Regions from separate parts of the Macaca mulatta genome. Here region 2 is linked to region 1. The links are chromatin contacts, called in public Hi-C maps. All regions are on one chromosome and are shown on one strand. The core of a region is the stretch at or near the end of the contact, and the rest is flanking DNA. Distances in the headings are between cores, read along the strand shown. Region 1 has its middle 41 kb from the start of ANGEL1. Region 2 overlaps LOC106999500.

Region 1 (3,948 bases), core at 884-3,383:
CACCCGCACTCCTCGACCCTGGGGACACCCTGGGCGAACTGATTCCACACACTACTCCTGACAGCACTGCTCTCACCCAGGAGCTTGCCTGTGCGGTTTTTGCTTGTTTTTTGAGATGGAGTCTGGCTCTGTCACCCAGGCTGGAGTGCAATGGCACAATCTCGGCTCGCTGCAACCTCCGCCTCCTGGGTTCATGCCATTCTCCTGCCTCAGCCTCCCGAGTAGCTGGGACTACAGGCGCCCGCCACCGCGCCCGGCTAATTTTTTTTTTTTTTTTGTATTTTTAGTAGAGACAGGGTTTCACTGTGTTAGCCAGGATGGTCTTGATCTCCTGACCTCATGATCTGCCTGCTTTGACCTCTAAAAGTGCTGGGATTATAGGTGTGAGCCACTGCACCCAGCCCACTCTTATTTTTGAGCAGGACATCTCCTCCTCTGAACTTGACACACACACACACAACACACACTTAAGTCCCTGTCGCCAGCTACCTGCACCTTCTCTGTGCATATCCAGGACACATCTAGTCCAATTCTGTCCTCTCCCTACCTTCTCCTGACCCCAGCAGGGTGGAGCCTAGCACTGCAAGGACAGGCCCAGACCGGTGGAACTCAATCACATGTGCACGCAGAGAGCCAGCCAGGGTACCCAGCCTCTCCTGCCTGCTGTCAGGTCTAGGAAAAAGATGACTGAGTGTGTGGCTCATGCCTGTAATCCCAGTACTTTGGGAGGCTGAGGCAGGAGGATTGCTTGAGCCCAGGAGGTCAAGACTACAGTGAGCTGTGATTGCACCACTGCACTCTAGCTTGGGTGATAGACTGATATTCTGTTTCAAAAAAAAGGCCTGGTGCAGTGGCTCGCTCCTGTAATCCCAGCACTTTGGGAGGCTGAGGCAGGTGGATCACTTGATTTCAGGAGTTTGAGACCAGCCTGAGCAACATGGTGAAACCTCGTCTCTACTAAATATAAAAAAGTAGCTGGGTGTAGCTGTAGTCCCAGCTATTTGGGAGGCTGAGGCAGGAGAATCACTTGAACCTGGGAGGCAGAGGTTGCAGTGAGCTGAGATCATGTGCTATTGCACTCCAGCCTGGGCAACCAGGACAAAATCCTGCCTCAGGAAAAAAGAAAGAAAAAGAAAGATGGATGTGTTCCTAGGAAAGGCATTGCTTCTCACCACACCCTCCTACCTGCTGAGCCATCATCTCACAGTGCTAGCCATGACCCCCTCATCACCCCCTACCGAAACACCACCTCCCCGCCCCCGCAACTCCCCACACCACTGAAACACAGCCTGGTCTCTTCCAAGTCAGGTTTGTCCTTGTTACAAAATGATCATTGTAAGAAAAAGGAACAAACCCATAGAGTAGAACTCACACCTACTCCTATCATCCAGAGAAAGCCCCTGCTGACATTCTGAGTTTTTTCTCGGAAATCGTACCTCTTTATGTTTTGTTTTGTTTTTATTGTTTTTTTGAGATGAAGTCTCGCTCTGTTGCCCAGGCTGGAGTGCAGTGGTGCGATCTTGACTGCAACCTCCACTTCTCCGGTTCAAGAGATTCTCCTGTCCTCAGCCTCCCAAGTAGCTGGGATTACAGGCGCACGCACCACACTCTGTTAATTTTTGTATTTTTAGTAGAGATGGGGTTTCGCCATGTTGACCAGGCTGGTGTCAGAGTCCTGACCTCAGGTGATCCACTCACCTCGGCCTCCCAAAGTGCTGGGATTACAGGCATGAGCCACTGTGCTCGGCCCGTATTTTATGTTTTAATAATCCCTCTGCACATGCTGTTTTGTACCCTGCTTTTTTTTTTTTTTCCTGCTCAATTACATATCTTGAACATCTTTCCAGGCCATTAACTATTCTTCTACCGGGTATGTCGATGGCTGCCCAATATTCCATAAATAAATCAGTGTTTATTTAACCAGCCTACTGATTGCTAGACATTTTGTACCTCATTCTTGACTTTGTTTGAATCTCGGCTCTGCACTTAATAGCTGTGTGCTAACAGGAAAGTCACTTCTGCTTTCTGAGCCTCGGTTTGCTCATCTGCCCGCTGAGCAGCCTAATGCCCCAGTGCCCTTAGGCATTGCCTCGAAGATCTGAGTTGGTGGATGACGCAGCGCTTGGCTTGATGCCGGTGACACATCCCCCTAAGTGTTTTCTCAGTGTGAGTCCTCATCAGCTTCTCTGCTGTGCCTTCTTCAGCTTGTTTGCGAGTTCCTGGTTCATCCTGACCACCCTGAAAGGCCGCCCTGGGTCTTCGCATAACTCATTCTCTCTCCTGGTTCCCAGCAGGAGCGTAGGAATGAGTGCTCGTCCTGGACTCTGGGCTGGGAACTAGCACCCAGTGGGGACTGGACTAGGAAGGCTTGGGCCAATTTCTTTTCAGGCCAGGTTTGGATTTCAGGTCAGTTCTCTTAGGACAGAGCCCTTGGGAATTCCCATGGTGTGAATGTCCTGGGCCAGCGGGAATGACTGCTCGCCCCCCACTTCCAAGGTGAGTGTGAAGGTCTGCCCCGGCCCCTGGTGCATGCCAAGCTGTGTGCTCCTACCTTGATGTCCAGAGATGTGACCCTCCCAGACTGTGGGTGTGCTCCAGGAGCCTCCCACACCTGCCACAGGCCACTCTTTCTGGGGCTCTCTGTGTGAGGGTCTGGCCTTGCCTGCCCTAGACCAGCTCAGGAATCCTTGCTTCTTCAGCCAAGCCTCCCCTCTGTCCAGCCACTGGCGTGACTCATCACAGGGCCCATTTCTACTGCAAGAAGAAATGCTCAGACCCACGCCCCTGGTTACAAAAGAGGCCACTCAGCTGAGGATCTGCTTCCAACAACTGGGATGCAGACCCTGAATAACCCCAAGTAGAAAACGCGTGTATAGAGCTTGTGTGCGCAAGTACACACACACGCATTTCCTCACGTACCCTCCCACACGCTCTCACTCGCTCTCCAGCCTGCCCATCCTTATCCGCTCACACATTCACACACATGTGTGCACGCACGCAACTACCCTGTGCTGTGCCAGACAGCAGTTAAACTCTGACTCGGCTTATGTTTTTCGTCATGCTGTTCTGAGAAAAAAGAGAATGTGTTTGGAGAGACCCCAGCTGCCAGACAGCAGTGCTTTTTTTTTTTTTTTTTTTTTTTCTAATTTTGGTCCCATAGGTCAGATCTCAATTTTCTTTACTCCTTGAGCAGTGAAAGAGAAAGAGGCAACACTGTAAACCAGAAATGAGACAGAAGCCTGGTGCAGTGGTGTGCACCTGCAGTCCTGAATACTCAGGAGGCTGAGGCTGAAGAATTGCTTGAGGCCAGGAGTTTGAGTCCAGCCTGGACAGCATAGTGAGACGTTGTCTCTAAAAAAAAACTAAAAGAAAAAAAAAAAAACCTGTGAGACAGACACCTCCACCCTGTGACACCCTGGTTATCTGATTGCCCCTGGTGCACACTCTTGAGTAGGATACAGAGATTCTTACCTCCTCTTGACCTACATAAGCATATAGCAGGTCAGAGTGCTGGAGGGAGGTGGAAAGGGGTCATGAGAGAGAAGACTCAGGACTGGCTTTGGGAAGGAAGCAGGAATGGAGATGGGCTTGGATGGATGGAGAAAATCTCATCAGAAAAGGCTGATGTGATAGCTCACACCTGTTATCCTAACACTTTAGGAGGCCAAGGTGGGAAGATTGCTTGAGGCCAGGAGTTTGAGACCAACCTGGGCAACATGGTGAGACTCCCTCTCTACAAAAAATAAAAAAAATTACATGGGCGTGGTGGCCCACACCTATGGTCTCGGCTACTTGGGAGGTTGGGAGGGGACAATCACTTGAGCCCAGGAAGTAGAGGCTGCACTGAGCTGTGATTGTGCCAAGACACTTTAGCCTGGGTGACAGCATAAGACTTTGTCCGAAAAAAAAAAAAAAAAAAAGGCTTAACTATCCATCCCCCTCTAAGTC
Region 2 (3,948 bases), core at 696-3,195, 130 kb before region 1:
ATGCAGCCTCTGATTCACACACAGTCAGGAAACATGCCTTGTGCTCAGTACAGAAACATGTCCGTCAACCTGGGAAAGGAATCACCACCACGAAATATGCTTTTGGCTTGCCAAAGCTTAGCAGCTGCGAGAGCCAAAAACCCAGCTGCCTGGACTGTCTGGGGAAGTTGGCGGGTGGGGGGCGGGGGGAGGTTGCTGTCTGAATCACCTGATTTCTGCCTCCAACTCTAGTTTAATTCCAAGCCGAAACCTATCTTGAAATGTCTCAAGGGCCAACTGCTCCTAAAAATTGTGGGTTTTAGCTAACCTTTCAGCTCTGTGCCTGCTGGCAAGGTGAAGCAGATGGCGTTTGTTGATTATTTATTTGGAAGGGACTACTTTGGAATCAGGAAATTCCAGCGAGACAGAGTGCATCGCCTTGGCCAGAGCTGCCCTGACAATCATGAGCAGACACCCAGAGAGAGTCAAGTTCAAAGAAATTGCAGCTAAGCCCCAGGAACTTGGGGCATTTTCAGTCTTTCTCCTGTCCTGGCCTCCATGTTCACCACGCACTTAGGAAGAACTACTTCGTTCAGTTCAACATTCTGTGGTCTTGAAGGGTTTGAATACAACGGCCCACATTCAAGGTCCTGCTTTGTCAAAAGGGCTTCAAGAAGCTAACAGGCCTCTGACTTGTGTTTCATCCTGAAGCCCTCATTATACAAACAGATCAAAACAGAAATCCCCCCTGCCTTAATGCCCAGCACATAAAGTCCTCTTTAATTAACATACACCATTTTTCAGTGAAACAGCCTCAAGGTGTTAAAAGTGCATAAAGGTCTGAAAGCTGATGCCCAAGATAAACAGTGTGCCGAAATATATTTAGCAGAAAATTTTGAAAGCCACAGGAAAAATAAGTTTTCTTCCTGGGATGTTAACGAAGGTTTAGGTTCAGGAAACCTTCAGGAAGTAGTGAGCTGAGAAGGAATACTGCTCACCGTTTTTACCCCCAATGTAAATAAATCACTAAACCTCTTTGGTTTCCATAGGCCTGGGCTGGAGTGGAATATTTCATTTTTTCCCCATTAAACAGGCCACCCGGAGTGTTGGCATTACAGGCCTGAAAATATACCAAATCTGAATGTGCTATTTTGTTTCTGTACATTAAATCAAACTGTGTTTCAAACGGCAGTTTGTGCTAAATGGGGGGCCGATGATCCAGACTGTGCACCCTCACACACCTGAAATTGGCGCAGCGTAAATGATAGATGTTTCACCTTGGATCTCCCCGTGTCTTGTCTCCTACAGGCACGCACCCTCTGTCGTTGTTGCCCAAGGTGATGTCATGTTCATTCTAAAGGCCGCGGTTCCAAGGGGACTACACCACAAGAAGATGCCTTCAGAAAGACCCAGATTTCCTGCGGTCTCAGGTAGGCGGCAGGGAGCAAGAGAACAAGGAAAGGACCCGGCGCCACTCTCCTCAAGATGGATGCTGCATGATGTAAGTGGCTGGCTAAAATATCTGGCATCCTTGCAGTTTTAAGTTGCCAGCTAAATATTATTAAAAAGATAAAATACACGCAAACTGTGCAGAATGCAGGGCTGCTGTGTTTACATCCGGGTTTTGATGACTCAAATACTTACACTAGGGCTTGCTGAAAAGCTCTATTAAAAACACCGCTTTGTGAAAGCCCCCAGGGAGCAGGAAGAAAGCTGGGGGTGTGAAAGAGGAGAGCGGGAGGATGGTGACCCACCCAAGGACGGCCCTGAGACCTGTGCTCCGGGCTGGCACTTAAGGCCAAGGAAGTGCTTAGAGGTTAACCTCCTCTCAGCCTCGGAACCAGAGCGGGGAGGGTTAACCTTTTTCCAGAACATTTATTTCACCATCTCACTGACTAGAGGGAGGAGGGGCGGGAGGGAGAGAGCGAGAGCCTGCCGCGCAGAGAGGCTGCGGATCACAAGGCCATTCTGATAGCCTCCTGTCCCCATGGCAACTGCAACGGCATTTATCAGTTCCTTCTGCGCACAGGCACAGCAAATCTGCATTGCACATGGCAGGCTTCCAGCATTTCAAATGAAAGAGCACTTTGAACGGCTGCCAAGTTTGGAAGGAGCAGAACTGTCAGGGCTGCTTAAAGCTGGCAGTTTATACTGGGGAGGTTTTCGCTTCCCAGAATCCTCCGGGCCTGGCGAGCCGCCAAGTACTTAGCGGAAGCTAAAAAGTAACTCGCTCCCCTCCCTCCCCTCCCCTCCCCCTGCTCACGCTCCCCCTCCACACTATTCACCGCAGTGCTCTCAAAATTTTCCACATGTCCTGTGTCACCAGTGCAGACTGTACAATGAAAACCAGAACGCCGGCTGCCCACGACCAGGCTTTTATTAATAAATAACGCAGGGAGGGGGAGGAGGGGTTGGGATCAGACACTGACAGCTGGGGCACCGGGTCTCCGCGTACCTGCCAAAACCCCATAACCACTGGGTGTGAACGCGTGTGGTGTGTGTGCCTTTCAGCCTTAAAAATACATTAATAAAAATAAAAATAAAAATAAAGGGAGCCTCAGAGCTGTAGACACTTGAGTACCGGGGGAGGAGGGGTGGGTTTCGGTTGGATGGTTTGGCGCTTTATTTAGGGTAGGAATGGAGGTCTTGCAGGCAGCGTTGTTCAGATTCAGCCTTTCTAAGATCTGTAGGGAAGAGGGTTGTTATTGAGAGCTGAGCCTGTTTCTGGAGCTTTCCTTGAATCTCTCAGATGTCATGGTGAAAGCTCTGAGGCCACCGATGGGGAGTGAGTTCGGAGATGGTTTTCAATGCAAAGTTTACCAGATAACTTCTGACCGTCACGCACAGCCCAGAGCACAAGGGCTTCTGCGGGCAGAAAGTGGAAATTGGCACAGTATTCACTGTACTTTTTTTTTTTTTTTTTTTTTAATGAAAATCTACACTGAGATCAAGGGCTTGGGCTTTATTTTCCAGCACAAATAGAATGAAAATTGTCTGCCGCTTAGGCGGTTGGATAGAGTTCAGGAAAACTATGTCTGGCATTAATTCCAAAGTGGAGGTTTTGGTTCAAGCGAGGCCCATTAATTTCAGTAAACTGTTTTCACTAGTCCAGACCCTGCTGTGCAAGGACTATTTATTACCTTTTGCTAACCTGATGTCTGCAGAGTTGTAAAGCAAAGGGGGAAAAATCCAGGGTGAAGATATCTATATTTTGCATCAAATGGGTTTTGCACTTCCCTTTGGGGGCCGTGTTTTATGGGGAGTTTTCTATCCCTGGCTTTTCTTTATCAGTGCCAATTAAAAAAAAAAAAAAAAAAAAACTCCATCTTGCAATGAATTAGGAAAAAAAAAAAATCCTGATGGAGAGGAGTCTGGTAAGAGCAAATACCCATCTCCCGCCTCCTTCAGAAGGGCACCTCCCAGCCACAGGGATGTTTCGTGTCCCTGTCTTCAGCTCCCAGGCTGCAGGTCCACTGCAAAGCCCTGACATGATTCACCCTGACGATCGGGTCTAAAATACACCAAGACAGTCAATTTTGGCATTTGTTCTCCCTTAGGAATTTTACTAGCTGCCTTAGAAAAGCACATAAATTACTTCCCCCTCCCTCTCTTTTTTCCGTGCCTCCTCTCTTCATCCCTGCCCCCTACAAGTCCATCTTGATGTCATTTCAAAGAGAAGGATGAAAAGGGGGGATTTGTCAGGCAGTCCGGTTTGAGTGTGTCTTGCCAAGCCCCAACGCGCGCGCGTGCACGCGCGCGCGCACAGACACACACCAGCTGAAAATGCTAATCAGAATTAAAAGCCAGTGAGTACTATTAAAGCATCAAACATGAAGACCTAGAGAAGGAGGAAGGTAATTGGGGGTGGGGGTAGAGGGAGTGGGAATGAAGTAGAATTCCGTCCTCTGCACTGACTTACTAAAATAAAGGCGGGGAGAGGTAGCGGTAACCCCGATTTGGTCACCTTGT

What was found. A called contact is a pair of places that touch in the nucleus more often than the background predicts.
Region 2: a contact with region 1 is called in a Hi-C map of fibroblasts, with 2.8 times the contacts expected there. The contact joins two enhancer-like sites. A contact is called at or near these places in 6 of 14 Hi-C or Micro-C datasets (CD4 T cells, blood, cortical neurons and 2 more).

What each region holds. Positions count from the first base shown.
Region 1 is chr7:150,123,781-150,127,728 of T2T-MMU8v2.0, reverse strand. No RefSeq gene overlaps it. Among named protein-coding and RNA genes, the nearest start is that of ANGEL1, 41 kb to the right of the region's middle. Within about 2 kb of position 2,133, at least 9 of the 40 cell types and tissues checked have an H3K27ac peak or open chromatin away from gene starts, as enhancers often do.
Region 2 is chr7:150,250,053-150,254,000 of T2T-MMU8v2.0, reverse strand. LOC106999500 reads left to right here. Exons shown (of 6, transcript XM_077938824.1): 6 at 1,288-1,558. Among named protein-coding and RNA genes, the nearest start is that of IRF2BPL, 12 kb to the right of the region's middle. Within about 2 kb of position 1,945, at least 35 of the 40 cell types and tissues checked have an H3K27ac peak or open chromatin away from gene starts, as enhancers often do.